Linked DNA regions of Mus musculus: region 2 is linked to region 1. A link is a contact called in public Hi-C data. All regions are on one chromosome and are shown on one strand. Each heading gives the region's core, a stretch centred on a gene start, on an enhancer-like site or on the middle of the called end of the contact. The rest is flanking DNA. Distances are from core to core; before and after follow the strand shown.

Region 1 (6,759 bases), core at 1,768-4,267:
TGTGAGAGGCCATGGAAGGCCATTGGTGAAGGTGCAGCCTCCATTGCAATTGATGGCCCAGGACTGAAGGGGTTATGCAAAGGAGTTGAGGCTTGGCACCATGAAGAGTGCCTATGAGAGACTATTGTTAAAGCCAAGTTACAGTGGAAGACAGCAGAATTTTGGAGATGCCAGTACCATGAGATGACTACCAAGAACAGCAGCAGCAGTGGAGTACAGGTGGCTGGAGCCTAGAAGACAACATGGGTGCTACAAAGGGCATGGCTGGAGAAGTGACCCAAGCCCTTGGAGGAGCCCAGAAGAGTTGGATCCCAGACATTGGATGGTTTGAGATTGATTTTTGTTTTTGATTGTGACTGTGCCCTGATATTTTTCCCTCTTGAAGGAAGATTTTTTAGTGAAGCCTCCAGTTAAGAGACTTTGAATTTTAAAGTACTTTGAATTTTAAAAGATACTGGATATTTTTTAAGGGATGAAATTTTAATATGTAAAGACTGTGGGACTTTTAAAGTTGTTTAGATCTTGGGGATGAATAAGAAACTAAGGGTTGAGGCTTATTAGTGATGTGTTTGTGTGTCAAGTTGACAAGGGGTCAATTGTACTGGCTAGTTTTGTGTCAACATGACACAGGCTGGAGTTAACACAGAGAAAGGAGCTTCAGTTGGGGAAATACCTCCACGAGATCCAGCTGTAAGTCATTTTCTCAATTAGTGATCAAGGGAAAAAGGCCCCTTGTAGGTGGGACCATCTCTGGGCTGGTAGTCTTGGGTTCTATAAGAGAGCAGGCTGAGAAAGCCAGGGGAGGCAAGCCAGTAAAGAACATCCCTCCATGGCCTCTGCATCAGCTTCTGCTTCCTAACTTGCTTGAGTTCCAGTCCTGAAATCCTTTGGTGATTAACAGCAATGTGGAAAGTGTAAGCTGAATAAACCCTTTCCTCCCCAACTTGCTTCTTGGTCATGACGTTTTGTGCAGGAATAGAAACTCTGACTAAGACATAGCTTGTTGACAGAATGTTGGCCTAATATTTGTAAGAACCTAGGCTCAATCCTCAGGGAAAAGGAAAGAAAAAACAGAAATGACAAACATTTGTGGTGATACATATGTTTGCCCCAATTTAAAAAATTGTACCAGGCTGTGGCTATAGAATGTTTGCTTAGCACATATAAAGACCTGGGTTTTGATCTTCAGTGTGTGTGTGTGTGTGTGTGTGTGTGTGTGTGTAATCCATGGGTTGAAGACTCATACAGTTCCCCTGAATATGGATAATTTTGGTTCTATTGGTTTAAAAGCAAACATTTTCAAAACACAGGTGGTATAAAAGACTAAGTATTTGTATCAGTCCTGGGTAAAGTGCAAGGCTTTGTTGACACATAGACCTGAGCCCCATTCTTGCCTTCTCATCTGTTGGTCAGGTGACCCTTGGGGAAGCATTATTGGGAAGGGAGGGGTGTGTGAATACATAGAAAGCCCATGGCTGAGTCTGGGAGTCATTGCCTGGGAGAGACAAGGACCACCAGACTTCCTCGTGCCAAGCACACACGACCCTTTTGTATTCAAGGGTCTGAGTACAGGAGATATTGAGGCTAACACTAAAGGACTAGGCCATAGGTCAAATAACTTGCCCCAGTTTCCCCTGAATTTCTCTGGTTTTAGTTCTGAAAGTCCCTGCTCTGGGAACCCCCTCTGTCCTGAATAAACCACAACAGATGGCTTCCTTATTGGAGAAAGAGACCTGGATTGAGGGGTCCTGAGACCCCTCAACCAAGTTGGAGGCAGCTACCTCACCCTTGTCAAACATTCATGTAGCCCAGTGGCTCTCAATCCTTCCTAATGCTTCGACCCTTTAATTACAGGTCCTCATACTGTGGTGACCCACAACCATAAAATTATTTTTGTAATGTAAATATCTGTTTTCTGGTGGTCTTTAGCAACCCCTGTGAAAGGGTCCTTTGGGCCAAAGGGGTCATGATCCACAGGTTGAGAAACACTGACATAGCAGAACAAAACAAACATAGCTATTGTTGCCGAGGGGGCTGGAATTGTCTTGAAGCTAAAGTGGAGCTATCACCTTGAGGAACCAGTGCCTGGTTCCTTTCTCCTGTCTGTGGCTGGAAGCAGACTTAGAAACGGTCTCTGTGGGGTCTAGGGAGATAGTTGTCTGTAAATTGTTTGCTTTGCAAGCACAGGGATTTGAGTTCAACCCCCCAAGCCCCTGTAAACATCTAGTCTTGGTGGTGCACACTTAGGATCTCAGTGTTGGGAGGCAGAGACAGAAAGGTTCCCTGGAGATCACCGGCTAGCCCGTCCAGCACGTGGCAAGATCCAGGCTAATAAGAGACTGTCTCAAAATAAAAGAAAGGTGGATAGCATCTGAGGTATACCAGTGAGGCTGCCCTCTGGCCTTCGCATGCGTGCTTACATGTGTGCATGCCTGTGGACACACACACACACACACACACGGCACATGGATCTTTGGCCTCTTGGTAGCAATATTAACTGGAAAGACAGCCAATCTCTTTCAGGCTGACGGAGGCTAGTATTTTATCAGTAATAATGGTGAGGTATGCATCAGCCTTTAGCTGTTCTGAATTATGGCTTTCAATATAAGAAAAAGCGATCCCTGGAACTGAATTTTCTCATTCTTATTCACTAGGGGTTAGTCATGCCTTCAGAATGGCCAAGTGAGAACCTTGGTATTTGGCAGCCTGGGCTTCAGGCCTCAAGGCAGGAGTAACCATGCCAGACTTGGGTCATTGATGGAGTTTCTCCACTCTGATTATTTCATCATTTTTATGAAATCACAATGTCCTTCCACGGATTATTAAGTGTCCCCAAGATTGCCAAAAAGGAGGCTACTCAGCCAGAAGGTTGTGAGTTGTACTGGGACCTCACTATGTCCCCAACATCTTGAGCTTCCAACTCCCTGCTCTTTTACTAGAAACCAAGGAACAGGCTTGGGTGTGGCTCCTCAGACCCAAGGGGGGGATTTATAACTTGAGTCATGCATTCTAAATCCTATTAGTTGCCTCTGAAGTGTAACTTCACCTTCCAAATAGCACAGTCAACCTCCAAAGCCTGGGTTTTCATCCCTGTGAATGGGAAATGAGTGTAGTCTCCTGTGGCCTATTACACACCCTTTGTTCCCTTTTATTTGACCATCCACTCACATTTCTTCCCCCTCCAATTTCAAGTGCATTTGTTCTGCCCCCACCCTCACTCTCCTGTGGGGATGTGGGACCACTTGTGGCTTGGTACCCTCCTGACACTGCATAGAACCGATTTCCTTCAGAAATGAAGCCATTCCACCATCAATGACCCAAGGTGGTCCCTCTCTTACTACTTAGACACAGCCCAGGGTAGCACCAGGCACAGGACTGCTCACTGGGTCTTTCTCTCCAGAGACCTTATTCTCCAAGACAACACCAAGAGGGCTGAGCAGTGTTTACACTTGAACCCGCTCAGTATAGCTCCCGGAGTGGTGCAGAAGCAGCCTGTCTGCAGGCTCTGACCTCCTGGCGGCTACCGTGTCTCTTCCACTCTTAAGGCTCTGCACAAAGACTTCCAGAGCCTGGGGTGTGCTGGGTACTGGGGAAGGTGGGCGTTGCTGGGTGAAGAAAGTCTGTGGGCAGCCATGATTGACGACTTGCCCACAAAACAGCCTGGCTCCTCGGAGCCTGGAAATTGAAAAAGGACAATTTTTTTTTTTTTAAAATTAAGTGCTTCTTTTCTTTATGCAGTGTACAGCCCGATACAAAACACAAGGCACATCACAGTAAAATGTTATCAGTCTTCTGTTCCCATCCCCCACCCTCATCCTAGTTTCCTACAGATTCGACTCACATCCATGAGAGTGAGGGGTGAAGTAATGGCTGGGAGGCACAGCCTCCTCAGGCATCTTCCTCGTGCAGCCCTTGTGACCACAGCTGACATTTCTCGGTGGTTCAGATAGAAACAGGTAGGTATGAGGTTTTGTTGGAAGAAGCAGGGTCTCACTGGAAAAAAATTGTCTGGAGGTGAAAGGTGATCTTGGGCACTGGTGGGCAGGAATGGCTGCAGCCTGTGAGTTGTCCCATGGGTCTTTAGCACTGCAGCCCTTTCTATTGGGAGATGAAGTAAAAGCCACACAGAGGTCTCAGTTGAGGATGTCTTTGTGATGTGTGCATGTCTTAGTCAGGGTTTCTATTCCTGCACAAAACATCATGACCAAGAAGCAAGTTAGGGAGGAAAGGGTTTATTCAGCATACGCTTTCACACTGCTGTTCATCACCAAAGGAGGTCAGGACTGGAACTCACACAGGGCAGGAACCTGGAGGCAGGAGCTGATGCAGAGGCCATGGAGGGGTGCTGCTTACTGGCTTGCTTCCCCTGGCTTGCTCAGCCTGCTTTTCTATAGAACCCATGACTACCAGCCTAGGGATGGCACCACCCATAATGGGCTAGGCTCTCTCCCCCTTGATCACTAATTGGGAAAATGCCTTACAGCTGTATCTCATGGAGGCCTTTCCTCAAGGGAGGCTCCTTTCTCTGTGATAGCTCCAGCTGTGTCAAGCTGACACACAAAACCAGCCAGTACACTGCGTGACGCTGGTACCTGCTGTCCTGTAAATGGAGTCAGGAAAGCAGATCTTTTCCATCCTGTTAGCACAAAGGCCCAGCACACAGTAGGCATTCTGGAAACCTCTTTCTGCCCATGCCCACAACACAAATACTGCAATCTGGCCAACTATGGGATTGCATCCTTGCCAGTCCTTGCTCAGGAAGCAGGTGTGTGTGTGTGTACTGCTAGGTATGAGGGCTACGGCTGTGGATGACATAATGTCCAGTCCTAGGGAAGCTTCCGTCATGGGGAGGAGTGTGATCAATAGCCAGATAGCTGTGTGTCCGCAGTGCCAGTCCACAAATGGCATAGCAGACCAGGATGCAGAGTAGGGGTACCTGCCATTAATTTCATCAGGAGGGACTAGGTAGGCCTCTGAAGAGGACACGAAGGAGGTGGGTAATGGGCAGGCCATGTCTGGGAGCTGATCCTAACTAAAACCATCCAACCAGAATGGCTGAATGTGCTGGGAGAGGGGGTGGCAAGAGTCTGGGAGCAGGAAAAAGGAACCTGGAGTGCCAGGAGATGGAAGAGCAATGGGGCAGAAGTATGGGGGTACAGGTAGGGCAGAAGTGGGGGGCTGGCTTTACTCTGAGATATGGGAAAGGTCTCAGGGGGCTACAGCATCCCAGGTCAGTGACAGCATCAGACTTGAGGACAAAGCCATTTGCTCTGCAGCTGTGTAGCGGCTGTAGAGGTTGAGGGCAGACACAGAGAAACACTGAAGAAGAGGCCCCAGCAGTGACTGGGCCTGGGGAGGAGAGTGCCTTGGCTAGGGTGACCCTGGATGTAGTGAGGGATGATCTAATATGGGCAAGATCCAGAGGCAAAGCCAGATGGATGTTATGATGAGTAAGATGTGTCTTATCCACCCATCCACCCATCCATCCATCCATCCACCCATTGTGACAGACATTGGTGGGACCTCAGACTTTGCCTTAAGTGCCTGAAGGTACAGGGAACAGCAAGACCAGCCACACTGGTGAGGTCTGGGTTTGACTGAAAGTCTCCACAGCAGTTGCATCTCAGATATCCTGTATATCAGATATTCACATCATGATACATAACAGTAGCAGAATTACAGCTATGAAGTAGCAATGAAATAACTGCATGGTTGGGAGTCACCACAACATGAGGACCTGTATTAAAGGGTCACAGTGTTAGGAAGGTTGAGAGCACTGTTCTACGTCAACTTCAGATCTCCACAGTATGCATATACATGCATGCATGCCATACATGCACGTATTTTACACACACACACACACACACACACACACACGGAAAAGGAAAAAAAATCTCAAAGAATTGGTCAAAGCAGGCTACTTATGTGTGTTCTTTACAGTCTAGAGTCATGATGGGGTCTCTCAGAGGAGAAGAGCAATAGCCCTCCCAACCCCCGTAATTGGGCAGCTGATGTTGCTAGGTAACCAGACTCAAAAATGTGAGCAATAGCCCCTTTCCAGCTCCTCAGTGAAAGATGGACTGTGTAGAGTCCATGAGAGATGAGAGAAGGAACCTGCTCAGGACAGCCAGCACTAAGGGCGATGCTTACATTTTAGCAGGCTCCAATGTTCTTAAGGACACTTCGCCCATGTTGAAAGTAGGTCTGAATTCCTGAACCTTGCAATTGAGACCTGACTGTGAGTTTACAGCAAAAGTCAATACTTAACAAATATAGCACCTGCCAGAATCTATAAACTGCCTTCTGATTCAATATTGAGAAATTTAATTTAAATAGGTCATAAAGAAATGGGGCAAGAACCTGTCAGGAGTCCTGAAAGATCTCTCTCCTCACAGGAGACCCTGTTGATCAGTTAGGTGAATCCTAGATAGTGTAGGGACTTGGTGTTTTCTTCATGAATGTGTCTTGAACCACTGTCAAAGTGTGTGTGTGTGTGTGTGTGTGTGTGTGTGTGTGTGTGTGTGTTGGGGGCAGGGGGTCTTGAAGCTGTGAGGAGGGTTTTTCTGTGGCCATATCAATCATATTGAGAATGAGTGAAATGTCTGTTCTTGACACCTGAGTGTCTGTCCCCTCTGGGAGCAGGGTGCAAATCACATGATCCAATACAAGAGCCTTCAAAGTGACAGCTGCCCTTGGTTAGGGCATTGTTCATCTTGTCACCAAAGCTAATTCTTTTCTACACACCCTCACAAGATCTCT
Region 2 (6,759 bases), core at 2,214-4,713, 68 kb after region 1:
AATCCTTCCAGGATGTGAGAAAAAATATTGACATCCCATCTTGTTACCAGAACAAAGACGAGGAAGGATATAAAATAGCAACGTTTCCATATTCACAGGGTCTAGATGTCCCTTCCCTGCCATAAATGCATTCAAGGCACGTTGGACAACGGCGGCTTCCTTTCAACCCAACAGGTGACTGCGAGCCAACTTCCCCCAGCACAGGATGGTGCTTGTTCTTCATTAAGGAGTGTTTTCACTGTCTTAAAAGACAACAAAAGCTTTTCAGAATCTCTGGAGAAGAATTCAAGCATATATTGACATGAACACTAGGGATAATTTTATTTCCAAGTGTCTATTTGCCCAGGAAAACGTTCTTCTAGTGAATATGATAAATCCATAGAGTCTCACATGCGTGCATTTAACCTCCCCTCCCCCAGGCGATCTCTCAGCTTGCTCTTCCATGACACCTCGTCACCACCTCCTTGCAGTGGTCTGCCTCACACACTCCTGGGGCTGAGCACCAAGCACAAAGCCCCACCCCCACACCGGGATGGGGGAACCAGAGCATCTCGGAACATCCAGTGCTGGACGCCTTTTAGGGTTCCTAGTGTGGTTTGGGGTCCAGGATTCCCACTGCTTCTCTCCTTTGTGCCCCAGATTTAAAATGAGGATGCAGCATGGAAAGCCACAGGCTTCCTGTCCACAGTGAAGTTCTACATTTTCTTTTACTTCAAAGGACACCCCAGGACCCCATCTTATCAAAGATCCTTTTTAGTGAGATTATAATCCCAGATCCAGATTCCCAAATTGCCTTCTTCCTTCCCTATGAAGAGACAGGAGGTGTCTTATATCTTCCGTGCTCCTCTTTAGACTACTCTGGTACTTTCTTTTTTCTCTTTTCTTTTTTCTTTTCTTTTCTTTTCTTTTCTTTTCTTTTCTTTTCTTTTCTTTCCTTGTCTTGTCTTGCTTTTCTTTTGTCTTGTCTTTCTTTCTTTCTTTTACTTTCTTTCTTTTCCTTCTTCCTTCCTTCCTCCCTCCCCCCCCCTCTTTCTTTCTTTCTTTCTTTCTTTCTTTCTTTCTTTCTTTCTTTCTTTCTTTCTTTCTCTCTTTCTTTCTTTCTCTTCTAAGAACCATCAGGACACAGTGCTTTTCTAGTTCCTAACAATGCTAATGTTCCTGATGCTACCTTGGCTCATTTCTCCTCCAAAGGACATCAACTTTGAGCCCAGGCTGGCTATTTTGAATCTGAGTGTTATCTTGTGTAGACATTCTTCCTGCATGGGAATATACTTGATTTCCTGAATGATTGTGTGACAGAGACACTCCCCACGGGGGCACTGGGCTATGCCCGGCAGAAGGTACAGGAGGCTTAGGCAGGCTCCCTGGCTGTTCCAGGCCTTTCTCCCTAGGTCACATCTTTGTTTTACATCCCACTGTCCCTTTGGAAAGACAGTAATAAGGATTCACCATCCATCTTCCAATTCTCTGGGCCCTCAGGGGGGTCTCAGAGGCACCAACTCAGTCTCTCTCTCTCTCTCTCTCTCTCTCTCTCTCTCTCTGAAATGTCAGATGACTCTGGAAAACATCTTTATCTGTGTTGAATAGGGTACCTTGAACCTAGGACCTCACCGTTCAGCACTTAACCCCTGGTCCACTGCCGGCCAGCAAGGAGGATGAGCTGTGGGCAGGGAAGTTACGTGGGAAGGAGCACACACAGAGTCAGAATCACCATCAGGCCGAGTGCCTGCAATCAGAGGCACACCTTGCTCTGCAAGACTCAGCTAGCGAGATAACAGTGTCATAACCCGAATGTGCTAGGGTTATGAGGGAGGATCTGTTTGTACTTTGGGATTGACAGTTTAGTCCACTGCCCAACATATAATAAATGGTCTCTTAATGGTGTTCTTGACACCACTGTGATTTGAAAAAAGCACACCCATACCACCACGCTGTCCTCCAATTTCAGTAGTGGTCAGTAAACTATATGAGGTAGAGCCAACAGTTTGTTATGAAATAGGCTTTCTCTTAAATGATTCTGCTCCATGATAGGCTGATATAAATGTCTTACCTGGCAAGTGGGAGAAACATAGACATGTAGAGCATTTTCTATTTATGAGAAGTTTATTAAATATGCTTCTTGGAGCCCTTCTTTATTCATTGAGAAAGTAGGGGCACAAGGATGGGAATAGATTGGGTTTGTAATTCAAGACGGTAGACTAAACACATGCTCATTTCTCCTCAGCTCCAACATCCCCATTATGATGAAAACGGTGATTAAGGATGATTAAAAAAAAGGACCAGAAACAGTTAAAAAGGGGGACACACTATGAATGGATGAAAGAACTCAATAATTTCTGTGGCATGGACAATGGTTAGTGGATGGGTCAGACTGGGAGTCACAGACTCTCAGGTCCCTTCAAGGGGTGTTCAGTGGTGGGAAACCTGAAGCCTGCTGCAACTCCAGAGGCAGCAGGGATAGAATCTGTGAGTATTATGAGGTAGAAAGCTGAATTCTTGGGGTGATAGTCAGCAGAGGACAGCCCTTTGCCCAGGGGAAAACCCAAGCGTCCCTTCATTGTGAACCAAGGGCACTATCACCAGGGGGTTTGGGGCACTGGTTCCTGTGGCTTCCAGTTTGTTTGCCACAGAGTGGGGTGGTCTGATAATAATAAAAGACCGGCAGAACTGTGAACAGCTGGGAGGAACAGGGAGAAGGACACATCTAGGTAGCCAAACCCCTATCCACGATGGTGCATGCTCTAAAACGGCAGAGCAAGACGTCCTAGAACAAGCATAGCGGCTTGAGATGTGTGATCAGCAGAAAGCCTGTTCCGTGGACCTGCTAGAGCGGCTAAAGCTGCTTGCCCATAGGTTTGCTACTCTGAGCCCTTCTGTGCTGCTTGAGGTTTTTTTGTTTTTGTTTTTGTTTTTTAAATTTACACGTTGTTGTATAGATGATAAGATGAAGGGGGAAAACAAAACATGTGAAAAAAATGTAAACAGATTTTAATGTTCTGTGTGGAATCTGGTTGACAGAGGCCAGGAGTTCCTTTGGGCTAGAGCTGCGATTGGAAACCCATCTGGTCAAGAATTCCGTTCCTCTACACAGTAGTTAGTATTCCTGACAGCCTAGGCTGTCGTTAGCTCCAGCTTAGAGATGGAAGAGGAAGAGAATGGTCTCTGAGCCCAGGGGTCTATGCTGTTGCTGTTGCTGTTAGGATAGCATCTTTCTCTAGGATCTGGGTCTCCTCCACTAGGCTGTCTAGCCAGCAAGCTCCAGGAATCCTCCCACCTCTGCCATCGCAGTACTGAGGTTTCAAGTGCACACCACTACACCCAGTTCTTTGGGGGTTTTCCCACAGGTTCTGTGGTCTGATTGATTGCTATAAGAAACATCTCACAGACCGAGATATCTCCCAAGTCCTCTCTGAGGTCAGAGAAACTAAAGCAGGCAGCAGAGGACTCAGAGCAGCCCGGGCATACCCAGAAACACCCAACACTCATGTGGCATCAGAGGAATGTTTCTTTATGTCTGTGGCTTTTCCTTCTTCTCTCCTTCCCTCCCTCCTTCCCTCCTTCCCTCCCTCCTTTGGGAAGGACTGCTTCTTCTAGACCACAGACAGCTGCCATCTAGAAACACCGGAAGGCCATCAGCTGATGCCCTGTCAGGCCACTTAAAGCTTTTTATCATGCTAGCCAGCTCCAGTCTGAATTATCCCAGTGAAATCACATCCTAGTGGCCATGAGGGCTCATGAAGGGAAAGTCCTCCCTCCCTGAGAGCTGTGTTCACAAAGTCAGAGCTGGGTGAGAGCAGGAGCAGCCATTACCTGGGGGTCCGTGCGTCAGACCTGCCTGGCAGCTTCAGGGCCAGCCAGTGCTTCTGTGGTCTAATGCCAGTTAGCTATAGCTCCAATGTCTAGACTAGGAAAAAGAACGAGTCAAGAACATGACAATGAAAACTGACCAAACAAAACTGTGTCCCAGGTGTCCTTGACCCTTCCCCATTTATCCTGAGTTCTCAGCAGTCCCTCACCCTGAGTGCTTATGGTACAGTTAGTTGTCCTCCGCATGCCACTGAAACTTGCCTTGGGCCCCAGACCTCTCTCTATCATCATGTGCATCCTCTCAGCCTTCCTTTGGTCTTTTTTAAAAAATATTTTTATTAGGTATTTTCCTCATTTACATTTCCAATGCTATCCCAAAAGTCCCCCATACCCTCCTCCCCTTCCTTTGGTCTTTAAAGGTCACTTCAATTTCTCTGCTTTTTTTCTCCTTTACTCTCCCTGCCACGCCATCCTCATTTGTTAGGACTGAGGAATGGAGCTGTGAGCATGACCTGCACATTTGGATGTCTGAGAGTCTCCCTCATATCCAACCCTGCAAGAAAGGTCCCCAAAAGGGAAGGCCTTTGCTAACTTCCTCTGTGAGATGTACCTGTAAGAGTCTGTCTCTCTGTCTCTGTCTCTGTCTCTGTCTCTGTCTCTGTCTCTGTCTCTCTCTCTCTCTCTCTCTCTCTCTCTCTCCCTCCTTCCCTCCCTTTTTGGAATAGCATGCACACACAAATCTAAATATTTACACGGGTTTTGAACTTTTCAGCATAGAGCCCTTGAGTAAACAAACACTCTCACAATGTTGTCAATGCTCATACTTTAAGACAACAACAAAACCAGAAAACTTTGCGGAATGCCCTTCAAAGGGTCAGGATATTATTTTGAAAACCTTCATGCCTCTGACTCTGTCCTCAAGGGAATTTTCCTTTAGTCAATTTTATTGAGGTCTACTTTGCTTATAATAAAATGCACACACTTTAAGTACAGACTCTACCTGTATAAATATCACTGCTATAAAAATGTAGACGACATCAACCACATCAGAAAGTCCCTGTATTCATAGTTGCAAATTTTTAACTTTTGTGGTTTGGGTTTGGCATTCTCAGGAGCCATTCTGAGTGAGACAAGTAAGCCAGGGGGATAGCTGAACCGTGCTTACAAATTATAGCCACGTCAAAGGGGAATTTTATACATGACAGAGACTGATCATTGCAATGAACCTGCAGTACCCTGGCTTTTCTGACGGCTGAAGCCTCTAGATCCCAGGTTATTGTGACATTTTGAAAACACGATGCTCACCTGCTTCCTCTGAGCCAGATATTGCTTCAAGCCCTGGGGGATAATTTGTTCTAAAACTCTCCAGTCATGTTTTCTCCTGTAAGTCTAGAGCCTGTTGAGGAAATATCAATAAAGAAGAAATCTTGTGTGTTGTACAATCTATAGAAGCAAGAAGTGCCTGCGAACAGAATGAGAATAGAGGGAGGAGATGGAAAGTGGCTGACCGTAGTAATCCTCGGACTGCGTCTTTACCTTTCCTTGTCTTTCTGTGAAGCATTTTGGAGTGTTTTGTTGTTGTTGTTGTTGTTGTTGTTAAATGGAGTTGAGTGGAACACCTAGCTTCTTATAGGTAAAGGGTGGGCCAGGTTCTGGGGACCTCAAGCAAGTAAAGAACTTGCCTCCCAAGCAGAAGGGCCAGAGTGCAATCTCCAGCATCCATGTAAAAAACCATGTGTGGTGCTATGTGCTCGTAAGTCCAGTGCTGAGTTGTAGACACAGTGGATCCCTGGAGTGGATCCCCATGGCCAGCAAGCCTTGCCTAGTCCGCCAGCTCCAGATCCCGGAGAGAGTCGCTGTCTCAAAAAAACAAGGCAGATGGCTCCTGAGGGGTTGACTTCTGCTCTTCATGTGTTATGTGCATAGACACACACACACACACACACACACACACACACACATAGGGGGAATTGGCTTAAACAGAGCTGAGCAGGTCTTTAATGAAGTCTTTGACGTACTAACATAATTGCAGCTTTTCCTGAGGGAAGGCTGTAGGACGCACCAATCTCCAGATATTTTTCTCCTGTAAATCCCACTGGATTTGGCGTGTGTGGAGCAAGGAGTCATTTTTACAGCTCCCTGAATGTAGCACATGCAGCTTCCGCTTCTCATGGCACAGAGCTGAAAGCCACAGAGAAGTTCATGACTAGGGGCAAGGAAGGGAATGAGGTTGGGCAGCTTGTGGGTCCAGCATGGGGCCAAGAATCCCAAACACAGCCCTTGGGTAATCTTTTTGACTAGGGTGTTACAGCTCCTAGGTACTGTGGCTCAGAGTGACCCCATTGGTAGCCAAAGATTCCATGCAGAGCCAGGATCCGAACCTAGGCCTGTTTTACTCCCAAACCCAAACCTGCCTACACCAGGATGGCTGTCCTAAGTGAAGTATAGAGAGGCTGTAACTCAGCAACATGCCCCCACTTCTCCACAGTTAATCTACATGTCCCTTCAAGCCACATACTCTTCAGGGGGCATTTACCACTTTTTCCCCCCACTGGCAGGTGATCGTTTTTTCTTCTCCTGCTAGTTATGAGTGAGTATTTGGTAAGTCAGAGCAGACAAGGACACGGTCTCCTGGTTCTGTCCTCATGAAATGGTATGCAGGGCCAGATGCCTGTGACCCTGGGAGTGGCCCCTTGCAGCAAGCTCTGCCAACCTACCCCTCCATGGCTTCCTCTTTCCCCTGCATTTTCTCCTGTTGTCATAGCCGCACATCCCACCTGTCTTTATCTGCTGCATCCCCTGGAGGATGGGGCTCAGACCCGCATCAGTACCTCTGTCCCAGCATCCATGAGGTACCCAGTCTGGTCACAGCTGCAGTGGCTACTGCTGACGTGGGCATTGCCGCAAAGGGACATGGCAAAGAGATATAGCAGGGTCCTCACTGTAGCCCAG

The links. Hi-C and Micro-C count contacts between places; a contact is called where the count stands out from the background.
Region 2: a contact with region 1 is called in a Hi-C map of the C2C12 cell line, with 2.5 times the contacts expected there. The contact joins two enhancer-like sites. A contact is called at or near these places in 1 of 484 Hi-C or Micro-C datasets (the C2C12 cell line), 2 of 115 datasets of contacts at active chromatin or transcription factors (both in embryonic stem cells) and 2 of 9 other capture datasets (adipose tissue and pancreatic islet).

The regions. Positions count from the first base shown.
Region 1 is chr9:102,969,819-102,976,577 of GRCm38.p6, forward strand. No RefSeq gene overlaps it. Among named protein-coding and RNA genes, the nearest start is that of Gm31434, 29 kb to the right of the region's middle. Within about 2 kb of position 3,018, at least 39 of the 459 cell types and tissues checked have an H3K27ac peak or open chromatin away from gene starts, as enhancers often do. A contact at or near this core is called in the C2C12 cell line, where this site is marked.
Region 2 is chr9:103,037,173-103,043,931 of GRCm38.p6, forward strand. All of the region lies in intron 1 of Slco2a1 (solute carrier organic anion transporter family, member 2a1), which reads left to right. Among named protein-coding and RNA genes, the nearest start is that of Gm22595, 18 kb to the left of the region's middle. Within about 2 kb of position 3,464, at least 4 of the 459 cell types and tissues checked have an H3K27ac peak or open chromatin away from gene starts, as enhancers often do. A contact at or near this core is called in the C2C12 cell line, where this site is marked.